Linked DNA regions of Mus musculus: region 1 is linked to region 2. A link is a contact called in public Hi-C data. All regions are on one chromosome and are shown on one strand. The core of a region is the stretch at or near the end of the contact, and the rest is flanking DNA. Distances in the headings are between cores, read along the strand shown. Region 1 holds the start of Dntt (deoxynucleotidyltransferase, terminal). Region 2 overlaps Blnk (B cell linker).

Region 1 (6,740 bases), core at 2,366-4,865, 66 kb before region 2:
GAGGATCCTCAGGGAAGGTAGGAGCCAAGACTGAGCCTCTTGGCAGCCAAAAGTATACAGGAGCTGTGGACATTAGCCTGTTCCAGAGCTTAGCATTCTCTTTGCCTTTGAATTTTACAAGTTAAGAAAGAAGTGTAGCCATTACTGTTAATCAGTACCATTGACATTTTTCCTTTTAATTAATCATCACTAGCAGTAATTACAATGATTGTATATGTACATTAGCATATGACATGGAGCACATGTGCAGGTCAGAAATCACCTCTGTAGAGCTGGTTTCCTTCCTCCTTTACTGGGGTTCCAAGGGTTAAATCTTAGGTGTCGGGCTTGTACAGCAAGTGACTTCAACCTGCTCAGCCATTTTGCCTGCCCTTAGAATTTTCCTCTCTCTCTCTCCCTCCCTCCCTCTCTCCTTCCTTCTTTCCTTTTTTAAAATAGCTTTTTTTTATTATCTTCATTTTTATTTTTAACTTTTTAAAATTAAAAATTAATTTTAATGCGTCTAATTGTTTTGCCTGGATGTAAGTCTGTGTCCCTCTTGGAGGCATCGGATCTCCTGGAACTCGAGCTGTAGATGGTCGTGAGCTGCCCTGAGGGTGCTGGAAATCAAACCTGGGTCCTCTGGGGGAGCAAGCAGTGTTCTTAACCATTGAGCCATCCCTTCAAGCCCCAAACTAAAAGACCTTTTTTTCTTTCTTAACCATTTACTTCTGGTATGTGTGGAGAAGTCAGAGGATGATTCATGGGGTCTGCTTCTTTCCTTTCACCATGTGCTTCCCCGAGATTGAACTCAGATTGTCAGCTGGGCAGGAAGCCCGCGCACTCACTGAGCCATCTTGTAGGTTTGATTTCCAGCACCCATAGAGCAGCTCTCAACCATCTGCCGCTCAGATTCCAGGAGATCCGATGCCTCTGTGTGCAGCAGGCCTCCAAGAGGGACACAGACTTATGTCCATGTCAAAGACCAGGTATGGAGGCACTCGGGAGACAGGCAGGAGGAACTCTGTGAGTTTGAGGCCAGCCTGGTCTACATTGTGAGTTCCAGGACAGCGAGGATATCTAGAGAGACTCTGTTTCACAAACAAACAAACAAACACGAACAAACGTATATCTGTTGTAAAAAAAAAATTGGAAGACACAGAAAATCTGATCATATACCTTCCCACACCAGATAACTGCTTATAGCATTTTCATAGACTGCCTTCCTGTCTTTGTTCTGCTTGTTTCTGTAGACTGATCTGGTATATACAGGGGAGAAACAACCTTCTTTTGGTCTGGCTGTACAGGCCAATGGATCTAACTATTTAACCAGACTCACACTCATACTACAGTGAAGTTTAACAAAGGATTCTGACATTCTTCTTCTCACCTCAACATCACATCAGACGGAACATTGGTTTGAGTGCCACGGTTAGGGAGAAGGGGGGGTGGCAGGGGTGCGGCGGGGGGGGGGGGGCTGTATAGAACTGCTGGTCTGGAAAGGGCCAGCACCAGGAGATGAAGCCTAAAGGTTCTCCCTACAGTAATTAATGACTCTTTATCTGGGCACAGAAATTCTGTTATCGTCGGGGCTTCTGCTTCCTGTGATTCATCTTCCTCCTACAGCACGCGCGCGCACACACACACACACACACACGTTGAAAGTGTCTGTGCTCTCCGCCTGAGAACTTTGCTCCATCCTGAGCACAGCAGCGGCTTGCTCACCCATTTCCTGTCTCCCCAGCAGCAGGCATAGCTCTGGCTGCTGGCATCTGGGGCACCACTCTGATTCACCTCTCCAGCAAAGATACTTGCTTCGTGATCATCATCACCCCTGACACTTGCCTCGGCTCATTTGCTCCATTGGTGACTCAGTCCATGGGCCTCCAACAGATGTATGGACCTTTTATCAGAGAGCTTTCTGAGTGAGTGGCACCCTGCCTGATGGCTCTCCCTTTCCTGACTGGTCCCTGTTCAGTTCCTTTACCATGAAAAGCATCTTGGTAGCTGCTAAAACTTTTGATTTCTGTTTTTAACTTTCTCTTTGAAGATGTTTTTTCTGTTTTATCCCTCCCCCTTTACCTATCTAATCTCTTTCTCTTTTAAAGCTAACACTGTACATAAGGCTAACAGATTAGTTATACTCAAAAACGAGTTGAAATATTGGATTGTGTGAAAAGAACATCAAGGAATGAAGTTGAGAGTGGCTGTGATGACTTAAAACAAAAAATAGGAGACCATGTGACAAAGACTCAGAAAAGAGAGAAGCCCAGAACCTCAGGAATTTTTGATTGGGGACATTTTAGCAAAAAATCTAAAAAGATCCCCTCAGCTGGGCATGTGGAGTGTGAAATTCCTGAGTACTGACCTTGGAAATGTGTCTCCTCAATGTCTCCAAAGCCAGCATTTCATCAGCAAGAAACGTTTGGCAATTTTCTTTTAAATTCAAAGACTTTCCAAAATCCCAAGTGTAAAAGTCAGATCATCTCTGACACGGTATGTTCAGCACCCCTCCCAACTTGCATGGCTGAAGGCAGTGAACTGAGTGCCCCCCCACTCCCACTGTAACCCCAACACTTCTGTCTGCAGCCGTCAGGCACACCAGGGCCTTTTACTGGGACTTTCTGAATCGCTTTGATTCTTTTCATTGGGTCAAGAGAGTGAACGTACACAATAGTCAGCAAAACAATGATAATTGGTGCTTACTGAACGAGTGCAGATGGTAGCTTCAATCACCTCCCTGCCTAGACTCTGATCATAGCACACTGGGGTGCCATCTGTCACCCCTAGACAAACATCTTTAACCAGCATCTCTTCCTGAAGCCCACTTGGACCACCCTTTGGAAAACCATCACCAAGGCCAGTAAGGTACCTGTGGTGACTCACCTCAGCCTAGCCCACCATAGACCCTTAGCAGAGCAGGTGTGTATAAGTCAGAGCCAGACAATCAGAACACCCTCCCTGCTCCAAAGTAGCAATGTAAAAAATTGAACCCAATGGTGTTGGTTCAGTTTGGTACAGAATGGAATCGAGTGGTTTCTATGTGGTTCTCTGACTAGTTTTCTGGTTATCACTCCTGGATACTTAATCTCAGAGTCAGTCATGGGAAGCCATATTTTTTTTTAAAAATATTATTTTTTGGTACCAATTAGTTTCTATATAATCTCATTTAGTCCCCACTCATCTCCCTTAGCCAACTGGCCCCTTGGGTCCCTTGGGGACGTCCTCAGGGCTCCTGCATGCTTGCAAAGTGACCAGGGCTGTCCTACCTGAGCTCATTTTCCACCCTGAACCCTTTCCTTCGGGCCAGCTCCATGAGGAAGGCTCTTCGAGTTGTTCCCATCTTCTTTTCCAAAATGAAGAGGACCAAGTCTCGAAATCGGATGTCATAAGGCGTGGAAGCCACTGGGGTGCCCAGCTGCCTGGGTCTTTTCTTCCGAGGACCCAGGTGGACTGCTTGCAGTGGATCCATGGAAGCAGACAGTCTAGCTCTGTCTGTACCATCAGGTGGTGTCTCCAGAATGAGGGCTCTGATGTCCTCTCACCAGCAAACCCATAGGTACCACCCTGGTGACAACTTCCTGCTGAAGGAATGTCTCACTCTGATCAGGTCCTTTCTCCCAAAATGGAGCTCTTGACAGAAAGAACAGTGAACTTGGGTTTTCATACACTTGATCTCTGCAGTACCTCAGAATAAACTTATGAAGAAAGGGGGACCTCGCCACTGGTTGAGTACTGTTATTTATCTTTAGACATGTTCAAACCCTTTAGGTTGCATTTTAAAAGCCATTTTTTAAAAAATGTATTACATTTGCTTACTGCGCAAGGGGGCATGTGTGTGCATGCCATGACATCAGTGTGGCAGTCAGAGGCATCTTTCCCCCTCCACCGTTGTAGGTCCCAGGAATCAAACGTGGGTTGTCAGTCTTGGTAGCAAGCTTCTATCATCACCACTTAGTCATCTAACTGCTCCTGCTGACTTTATTCATTGATTCCTGCTTTACTCTAGCTCACTTCTATTCTTTCTCTCGGACCTACGTTATGGTACACTGGATGTCTGTAATTGGCACAGATGTGTTACATACAGCTGTTGTGATTTCACGTGAATGCCACCTGAATTTCTCACTCTGCTGGTTGCTTTTTTTTTTTTAATTTTTTTTTATTTTATGTGCATTGGTGTTGGAAGGTGTCAGATTCCCTGGAACTGGAATTGCAGACAGTTGTAAGCTGCCACATGGTTGCTGAGACTTGAACTCTGGCCTGCTGGAAGAGCAGTTAGTGCTCCTAACCACTGAGCTATCTCTCCTGGCCCCATGGTCACTTTTTTCCCAACAAGCCCATAACTGTGATTTTCCTGGCTCTGTCTACTCTGCTGCTTTAGTTACTATCGTTTTGCAGTGGGCACAGGACCACAGGCTCCCGTGTGTGAGCACATTTTATAGAAAGCTAAGGTTCAGACACTGCAGATCACAGAGTATGGGGCAAATGAGATCATGAATGCAGTTCTTCAGACTTCAACCGTGATGCAACTTAGTTTGTTTTTGGTTTCTATTTTTTCAGTGCACTAAGTTTCCAGAGAGTGGTCGCTACATAACTAACATAGGTCTCTGAGACGAGATGAGTTTTGGAGAAGAGTCATGGGCATGGAGTTAGGGACATTTTCACAGCCCTGTGCAAAATGAAAATTTCATCTTTAGTTAATATTACTTAGTAGGTCTCACTTCTGGAACACCTACTACAGGACCTAGGCAAGACCTCAAAACCTTTGCTGACTGAATTCTTATAAGACCATACTGCCAGCTAGATACCCATATAATACGGGGGGGGGGGGTTGTCAGTGCCCACAAAGTACCATACAGGCAGCGAGATGCAGCAGAGAAGATCCTCAGCCCCGCAAGCAACTTGCTCAAAGTCACAGAACAAATCAGTAGCCACCACTAAGAAATGGCTGAGTCAGGACTCGGAGTCAGGTTTGTCTGACTCCAAAATGTATATACTCTTGGGGCCGGTGAGATGGCTCAGTGAGTAAAGGAGCTTGCTGCCCATCCTCGAAACTTTGTGTTTCACCACAGCAGCTAGCACAGTGGAACGTGAAACTGATTCACACAAGTTGTCTTTTGATCTCCATAGAAGTACCAGGGCGCGTATGTGTGTGGGTGTGTGGGTGTGTGTGCGCGCACGTGCACACACACATGCACACATAAACTAAAAAATCAAAATTAAAAATGTATGCTCTTAACCAGACTGGTAGTACAATGCCTTTAATCCCAGCACTTAGGAGGCAGAGGTAGGAAGATCTCTGTGAGTTCAAGGTCAGCCTGGTCTATAGAGTCAGTTCCAGGGCAGCCAGGGCTACACAGAGAAACCCTGCCTCAAAAAAAAAAACAAAAAAAAAAAAAAAAAAAAAAAAAACAAAAAACAAAAAGCAAAAACAAATATATATGTGTACACACACACACATGTATTTACACACATACACATACCAAACAGCCTCCTTCTGTCATGCCTCCTTACCCAGTAATAAATATGGACCCTTCTCATGTATTCCACCACAGCATTTGGGACTTTTACTGCCTTCAAGAGCGTATGAACGCATGAGCACCTCAGCACTGCCAAAGGAGGGTGCTATGACAGCTGCCATCGGGCATCCACAAGGCTGTTTCATGCAAGAATGACAGAGAGCTGTAGTGAACAGACTTTGGCTCTCTGCAAGTATCTACACCTGTCAAAAGTGCAGAGTGGGCTCCCTGTGTGGTAGAGACCTTGACGGTGTTCACGGACATGTAGCAGAAGGAACTTAATCATCTGGAGGGGCCTTTTGTGCAGCTCTCTGAGACTAGGGTGCAATGTTTGCTTGATAGAGACCAATGAGTGGGGACAAGCCTCCCCCCACACACACTTTGGCCCCCTGTTAGATGCTTGGTTTCAGACAGCTACATGATAGAATTAGTCTTAGCCTCCAAGTGGTCTGACAGCATGAACAAGGCAGTCCTCTAGCTAGGCCCCGGGGTGGTATCATCCCCATAGTAACGTGAGTCCACAGAAGCAGCAACGGGGACAGAGAATAGCACACAGACAGAGGATGCCGCCATAGATGCACAAGCTTCTATCTGCACAGCAATGTGAGACCACAGAAGCAGCAATAGGAACAGAGAATAGCACACAGACAGAGGATGCAGCCAGGGATGCACGAGCTCCCATCTGCACAGCTGGGAGGCTGTGACCTTGCGTAGTTGCTTCACTTCCTTAAGCCTGTTTTCCCCACATCTAAATCAAGAACTGAGATAGCCCATTTCACCCCCGTACAGAAGGCGTGACACAGAGGAGAACCTTAAGTAAGAGTCAATAGTAACTTTTATTTTGTTCAGAGGGTCAACTTAGCTCAATCTAAAATCAGATCTATAGTTTATAAAATTGTTAAGTTATCCAAGTATCACATTGACCAGTGTTAACTACTGCTGCACCCAAGAGTGGGACACGTTTCCTACAGTCAGTCTGAGCTGACTCAGTGTCCTTTTCTGATTCCTAGATTTCCAGTGCCCATTAAAGAAGTCTTCTATGGCCGGGTGTGGTGGCGCACGCCTTTAATCCCAGCACTCGGGAGGCAGAGGCAGGCAGATTTCCAAGTTCAAGGCCAGCCTGGTCTACAAAGTGAGTTCCAGGACAGCCAGGGCTACACAGAGAAACCCTGTCTCAAAAAAACAAACAAACAAAAAAACCAAACAAATAAAAAAGAAGTCTTCTATGGTAAATTCTCTCTT
Region 2 (6,612 bases), core at 841-3,340:
TGTTCCAGGGTATGATTAGGGGAAAAGTCTTATTGTGCATAAGAGGAAGAAAATATACAGGGGCATCTGGAAGAGTCCAGAGTGGGGGAGGGAGCAGACTGCACATGGCCTGGGCTATCTGCAAGAGAAGGGGAAGAGCTAGAGAAGAGAGAATAGTACACAGACGGGTGGGGGTAGAGAGAGAATAGTGCACAAGGAGGGGTAGTAATAAAGAGAGCAGTGATCTGAGGTGAGAAGGAGGCCACGATATATGATACACACACACACACACACACACACACACACACACACACACACACACATATGAAACAAGTAATTGGGAACAAGGATTGTGGAAATCTGGGGGTTAGTCTGGGCCTGCAGCCACAGGTGCATGTCAGTAGAGAGCCATTGTCCCTTCTGCCAGAGGTAAGGAAAAAAGTTTCCATTTTAGCAAATGTGAACCAGTTTTACAAGTTCCTAAGAATTCCTGGCTCTTATCTAACCACCAGAAATCCCCCCTAGAGTCCAGATTGAGCTGGGCCTAGACTCAGTTTTGGACTGAGCCAGTGGGCCTACCCTTTGGGAGGGGGGTGGGGTGCCTTTTGGACCTGACAGTTATGGACTTTATCAAAGCAAAAAAAAAAAAAAAAAAATGGGCAAATGTCCAGAAATGTCCCTTGACAAAGGCAGGCCTAGGTAAAGGGCCCCACTGTTCTGCTCCTGCGGGACTTATCTTTTGTGCTTTAGGTTAAGCTTTCTGAGAAAGAGATGAAAAAAAATGACAATATGGCTGTAATTACTGTTCAAGGCCCACAGAAAAGCAGCCAGTTTTGGCGCCCGTGGGCAGTCAGCTCAGGGGGCTAAGGACAGACAGTACATGTGCCTGTGGGTCAGCCAGAGCTGGCCAGCTGGATTCATGCTTTTTGCTCTGTGTCCCTCTCCTGTTACAGACAGCCCTGCAGATGAAGAGGAGCAGTGGTCAGATGACTTCGTGAGTGTTTGCTCCTGGGATCAGGAGGGTACCAGCCTTTCGAGGAGACCTCTTCAATGGCTTCTTTCTGAACCACACTCTGAAGGCTAGCTGAGCAACACGGGGATGGGGGGTGGGTCTCAGAAGGGCTGAAGAGCCTCCTCTTGGTAGGTGGCAGTGACCTCGCTGAGAGCTCACTTGACCCAGTGCTCATCAAAAGTCAGGCTGAACGCTTTTACATATAACCTTTCTCTATTCTACCATGGCCCTGGGAGGTAGATAGATTACCCCATTCTTTGAGCTCACAGACTCACAAAACCAGAAGTAACACATGCATTTAAATACTCTGTACTAATAGGCATACTTCTGACCTAAGCTGCCCAGTGCTCTCTTACTCTCTGACACCAGGCAGGAGAGCCGCCAAAACAAAGAGTTAACGCCAGAGCTGGTACTCACATCTAATCTCAGTACTTGGGAGGCTGAGGCAGGAAGACTTGAGAGTTTAAGGCCAGTCTGGGTTACTTGGAGTGTTTGAGGCCAGGCTACTAAGCAAGCAAAACTCTATTTTCTAACAGAGTTCTGGCTAGAACCAGAAAGGAGCATTTCATTAACTTAGAGTTTCCAAACTCAAACCTGGGTCTCAGAACCAGGCTGTCAGCTACCAGGGTACCTGTTAGGACCAAAAGAACATCAGCTGTGCTTCCTAGGTCACGGAGTGAGAAAGAGGGACCTAGCCATAGTGACCCTGGCAGGTCACTATGATGGGAGCTGAGTCTAAAGTTTTCTTCAACATTGTTGTATCCATCCACAATGTACCTTCCACAATGTGCTCTGATCTGAGTTTCGATCTGTGAGGAACCCTAAACACACCCCCACCTCATTTATAAGGAAGCGGAGGTCAGGAGGACAGACTGACATTTCCACTGTCCCTCACGGGGACGACGCAGAATGAAGACTTCCAGGCCAGTGTCTAGAATCGAATCTGTGTTCACCACCTGGATGTGGTCTTTAGGACAGCAGTTCCTCCTCCTTCAACCGCAGAAAAAGAAAAGAAAAATAAGGGGAAGGGTGATCTCATTGCGGGTCACTGGGGCATGAAGTTCCCCCTAGAACCCAGTGTAGCGGAAACCAGAGTGTCGGGGGTGCGCCCCCTGCTGGCTTCAGCGCAAGATCACATCTGCGGCTGGGAGGGAGAAGACAGCTTGCTGGCTGAATTAAGAATTTGAAAGACAGCAAAGGATAGGTATATGGGAGGGTTTGAAGAGAGAAGGGGGAGGGGAAACGGTCTAATTATATTATAATCTCAAGAAATAAAAGAAGTAATCTTTACAGAGAAGGTATAGGTCGAGGAGTACAAAGTAAAAATTAACCCGGAGAATAGGGATCGACCTACCCTGAAGTTAAACAGCCAAGATTAACAAGGATTGGTTAAATTCCCCTAGCGGTTATTTTTACTTTGGTGGGTCTCCGCTGCAGATAGTATGAAACACAGGCTTGTTCCTAAAGCCTTTATGCCCGACAGAGGAACCCCGTTATAACATCCCAACAGAAAGGAGACAAGTGTCTGTCTCTGCACTGGAAAGTCCTGTGTGATCATGGCAGGAGCTGGGTGAAGCAGGCAGAAACAGACAGTCTCCATCAGTCTCCATCAACCTCCACTTCCTGTCCTCTGCCTCCGCTGGAACCCCTCCTGCCTCCTAAGGTGGGATCCGCTCACTAGACAGCACCTGCAGGGTACCAAGCACGATGCTTACATTTGCAGGACAGTGACTATGAAAATCCAGATGAACATTCGGACTCCGAGATGTATGTGATGCCTGCCGAGGAGACGGGCGACGATTCCTATGAACCGCCTCCCGCTGAGCAGCAGACACGGGTGGTCCATCCAGCCCTGCCCTTCACGAGGGGCGAGTATGTAGGTGAGGTCGCTGTGGACGCTGGGACCACAGGATGGGGGAGATGGGCAAACAGCTGCTGCCTGAGGGTCCCCTGTCTGTCTCCACTCTCCCTTCGGAGCAGCAGTACAGGAGCAGGCAGGTGCACAGTGGGGTGGGGGGGGGGGGACGGGGGGGCGGGGGAGGGAGCATTGAACAGATTATCTGAACTGATAAAAAAATGTACCCTAAGAATTGCTCTCCCCACCCCTGCCCTCATAGCCCCACAAGAAGTCAACCCAGACATTAGTCCTGTTTCTCCTAGGATTTCCTTCATCCAGGACTCTGGAGCTTCTGAGAAGCCCACATAGAATAATGGTGTCCTTCAAGGACCCAAGTGTCCACCACAAAAGCCCCCTCTTTGTTCTGGTCCAGACAGCTTTGCACACAGGCCACCTAAACTGTGGATGTCCACTAGGTAGTGTGTGTGTGTGTGTGGGGGGGGGTGGTCGGTGAGCCCTGGGCCTGCAATCAACCTCTTAGGTCAGCCGACACTGCACAATCTGGCTTTGAGGCATGCCTCTGGTGGTCCATCAAGAAGTCTAGCATGGTAGCACAGGTCTATAATCCTAGCTGGTGGGTGAGGATGAGGCGGTAGGATCCCAAGTCTGAAGGCTGGGCAATTTAACAAGACCACACCTCAAAATAAAAAGTTAAAACCCAGAACATAAACAAAGAGACAAAATCCAGGCTGTTGAGTGTTGCTCAGTGGTAGAGTTCTTACCTAGCTTGTATAAGGTCTCAGGAGGAACGGTAAAATCATTTCTGTTCTCATCATAGCAAGGGACCAGGAGATTCCCTGAAGGCAGGGATATTGAGTGTGTTCATAACCAGGGTAGTGTTTGCGTGTGTGCGGCAAGATTATCCTCACTGTTGTCAACAGCCTCTCTCCACAGGGTACCAGTTGATGCTAGTTCTTTGTTCCACAATTAGTCTGTTGAGCCCTTACTCTGGTCAGAACCATGCTCTCGGCTCTGAGCACTGAGCTAGGTAGCATACTCTTGCTATTTTCTATATATTGCAGGGCAGCACTTTATCGTTATAGCTTCTTATCCCTGTCAGCCTTATGGAACAGGGATGCATCTTCACTGTATAGGGCAAGAGGAGACTGCAGGCATGGAGCAAATGGTGCCAAGGTTATATAGGTGTAGAGCTCCTATGTGAGCTACGCCCTCAGTGTCCATAGTAGCATGCCTTAAGCCCTGCCCCATGCACTTCCCCACTGGAGGTGTTAAATGACTTTGTTCACCCATTGTAATGACCCTGAGAGGCAAGAGACTGTATTAGGTGCACAGTGCAAACCAGAAACCACAATTCGATTTTTTTCAAAGCCTGCCTTCTGTTCTTTTGCTATTTCTCATGGGTTTAAATATTGCATCAAAAATTCTATGAAAACACCAAGAGCTGCAAACAAATACAACTGGCAAAGCAGCTGCCCTAGTGTGTGAGCACAGTAAAGGTGACACTGGCCACATACCTCAGACAAAGAAGAAACAAGTTCTGGGAGCAGGAAAGAGCACCAAGAAAGAGCATAGCATGGTGTTGGGGTGTGACAGGCAAGGTAGTGTCACAGGAGGAAGCAGGGCACCCAGCAGCACACTGCAAGGCACTGCACTGCCTAGGATGGTGAATGCCAGGGCATCGTATGCTAAGAACTCCTGAGAATTTGTCAGTCTGATCAGAATGCAGCCCACCGAGTCGCTGGGCAGACTGGGTATCTAAAGCCCTCATAGAGCATGATGGGGTCAGATCCATTTATTAGGCAGCCATGCAGCACTGACTTCGTTCACTGCAGTTTTTCTTATTTCTTACAATTAACTCCAAGGGTGGATAGTGTGATCTACTTTAAAATGAGGAAAGGAATGCCAGAGAAACTGTAGTGGATGCAAACAGATGTAGTTAGTCGATGCTAGAGAGAAAGAACCCAGAAGGAACCCAGATCCATCCCGCTTCAGAGCCTGGGCTCTTTCTCAGATTTCTGCAAAAAAGGGTAGTCCTGGCTGGACAAAGCAGGCTTGCCTGGTTTCTCCAGGAGTTGAGGAAAGGAACTCCTTGGTATATTCTGGGTGTTAAAACCCATCACAACAGATTGCATCCAGAAGTCCAGAGTAGGACCACTTTTAAAGCCCGTGAGATGTCTCCAATGTGTAACCAGACTCCTCACTTCAGCACGCTTAGCAGAGTGTTGGGTTCTCAGCTCTCCCATCCCTGTAGGCTCTTACCATTCCCCCCCCCCCCACACACACACACAAGTGTGGTCTTGAGGACCTTCTGTTAGTTACACATAGGTAAATAGACAGTCGACAGTTTATGCTTTCTGTCTACCTGTTGACTTGGCTCCTTTAAGAGCCACAGGATCCCTCGTGGTTAGATAGATAACTTTGGCTGTGTGTCTTTTAGATTCCCCATGATAGCCACACAACGAATGACCCGGAGCCTCTTTTGTGTTGTCTTATGTTTGTTCAAGATAATCGATCCAGCCAGCGGCACTCTCCGCCCTTCAGCAAGACACTTCCCAGTAAGCCCAGCTGGCCTTCAGCGAAAGCGAGGCTGGCCTCCACTCTGCCAGCCCCCAACTCTCTACAGAAGCCTCAAGTCCCCCCCAAGCCCAAAGACCTCCTTGAGGATGAGGTAAAGTAAGCCTAGGAGGAGAGCTGGAGGGACTGGGGAAGTAGGTCTGGAGCGGCCCCCTTCCTCTAAGCCCTGCTGGTCCCCTGTCCTCCAAGTCCCTCAAGGTGACACTGAGAGGAACTTGGTTTCTCTGGAAATGGCACATGGGACCCATTTTACTCTTCTGGGTTTTCCACTGAAATGTGTATGCACCGGATCTGAGCCTTTCCTGTCACCCTGCCATGTCTCTCAACAACCGTTACTGCTTTTACTTCCCCTCCTACACCCAGCCCCTGGGAATCCGGAGACCCCCTTCATCAACCTCCCCTCTGTCACTGCCTGCCCCTTGGGAGTCTTATTCCACTTGGGATTGTCTCCTCTTGAAAGTAACCCAGTGAAATGCCCAGGCTGAGTGACAATGGCTGCCCTAACCTAGTAGTCCTGGATTTCATGGCATTTGAGTTTTAAAAAACAAAGACAACACTTGAGAGTGGCTGTTAAAAGAGTCCATTACAATGGACCTACAGGAGGGCGCTGAAGGCAGCTCTAAGCCATCACCAGACATTCTTAGAGAAGCTACTCTGAGAAAGTACTTCTTTTGGGATGCCTGCAGTTGCTAGAACCTGTTGTGAAATGACCTTCATTTGTGTCTTTATATGATTTCCAGTAAGGAGACAGAAAAAAGGACCTAAAGTATGGTAGAGACAACATCTAGGTCTAAATTCTTTCTGATTCTGTCAGCTCTGTGATTTTAGACAAGCTGGCCAACCTCTCTGAGTCTATTTTCTTTCTTTCCTTCTTTCTTTCTTTCCTTCTTTCTTTTCTTTCTTTCTTTCATCCCTCCTTCTTTCCTTCCTTTCTTTCTTTTTACTATTTTGATATTTAATCAATTAAATAGATAGATATAGATATAAATAATTCTTAAACATATACACACACACACAGGGTTTCTATCTTATTCTAGACTTTTTTAGTTTCTCCTGAACACTGAAGGAGGCCGTGGCCCACACTGAGTCACAGCTGCCGAGCCCCATGTAGCTCATCTCTGTTGTGATTGAACCCTTTCCTCCATGGTTACCACGGACTCACTGTTCCTACAACATAGGCACACAGCTT

The links. A called contact is a pair of places that touch in the nucleus more often than the background predicts.
Region 1: a Hi-C map of bone marrow-derived macrophages shows a contact between it and region 2, with 82 read pairs. The contact joins the promoter of Dntt here to the enhancer-like site in region 2. A contact is called at or near these places in 1 of 39 promoter capture datasets (pre-B cells), 14 of 484 Hi-C or Micro-C datasets (the 63-12 cell line, the CH12 cell line, bone marrow-derived macrophages and 9 more), 3 of 115 datasets of contacts at active chromatin or transcription factors (the 230-238 cell line, bone marrow-derived macrophages and large pre-B cells) and 2 of 9 other capture datasets (adipose tissue and liver).

The regions. Positions count from the first base shown.
Region 1 is chr19:41,026,150-41,032,889 of GRCm38.p6, reverse strand. Dntt (deoxynucleotidyltransferase, terminal) reads right to left here and starts at 3,615. Exons shown (of 11, transcript NM_001043228.1): 1 at 3,249-3,615. The coding sequence starts at 3,451.
Region 2 is chr19:40,958,604-40,965,215 of GRCm38.p6, reverse strand. Blnk (B cell linker) reads left to right here. Exons shown (of 17, transcript NM_008528.5): 4 at 933-973; 5 at 2,715-2,871; 6 at 5,354-5,517. Among named protein-coding and RNA genes, the nearest start is that of Blnk, 32 kb to the left of the region's middle. Within about 2 kb of position 2,090, at least 45 of the 459 cell types and tissues checked have an H3K27ac peak or open chromatin away from gene starts, as enhancers often do. A contact at or near this core is called in the 230-238 cell line, the 63-12 cell line, the CH12 cell line and 1 more, where this site is marked.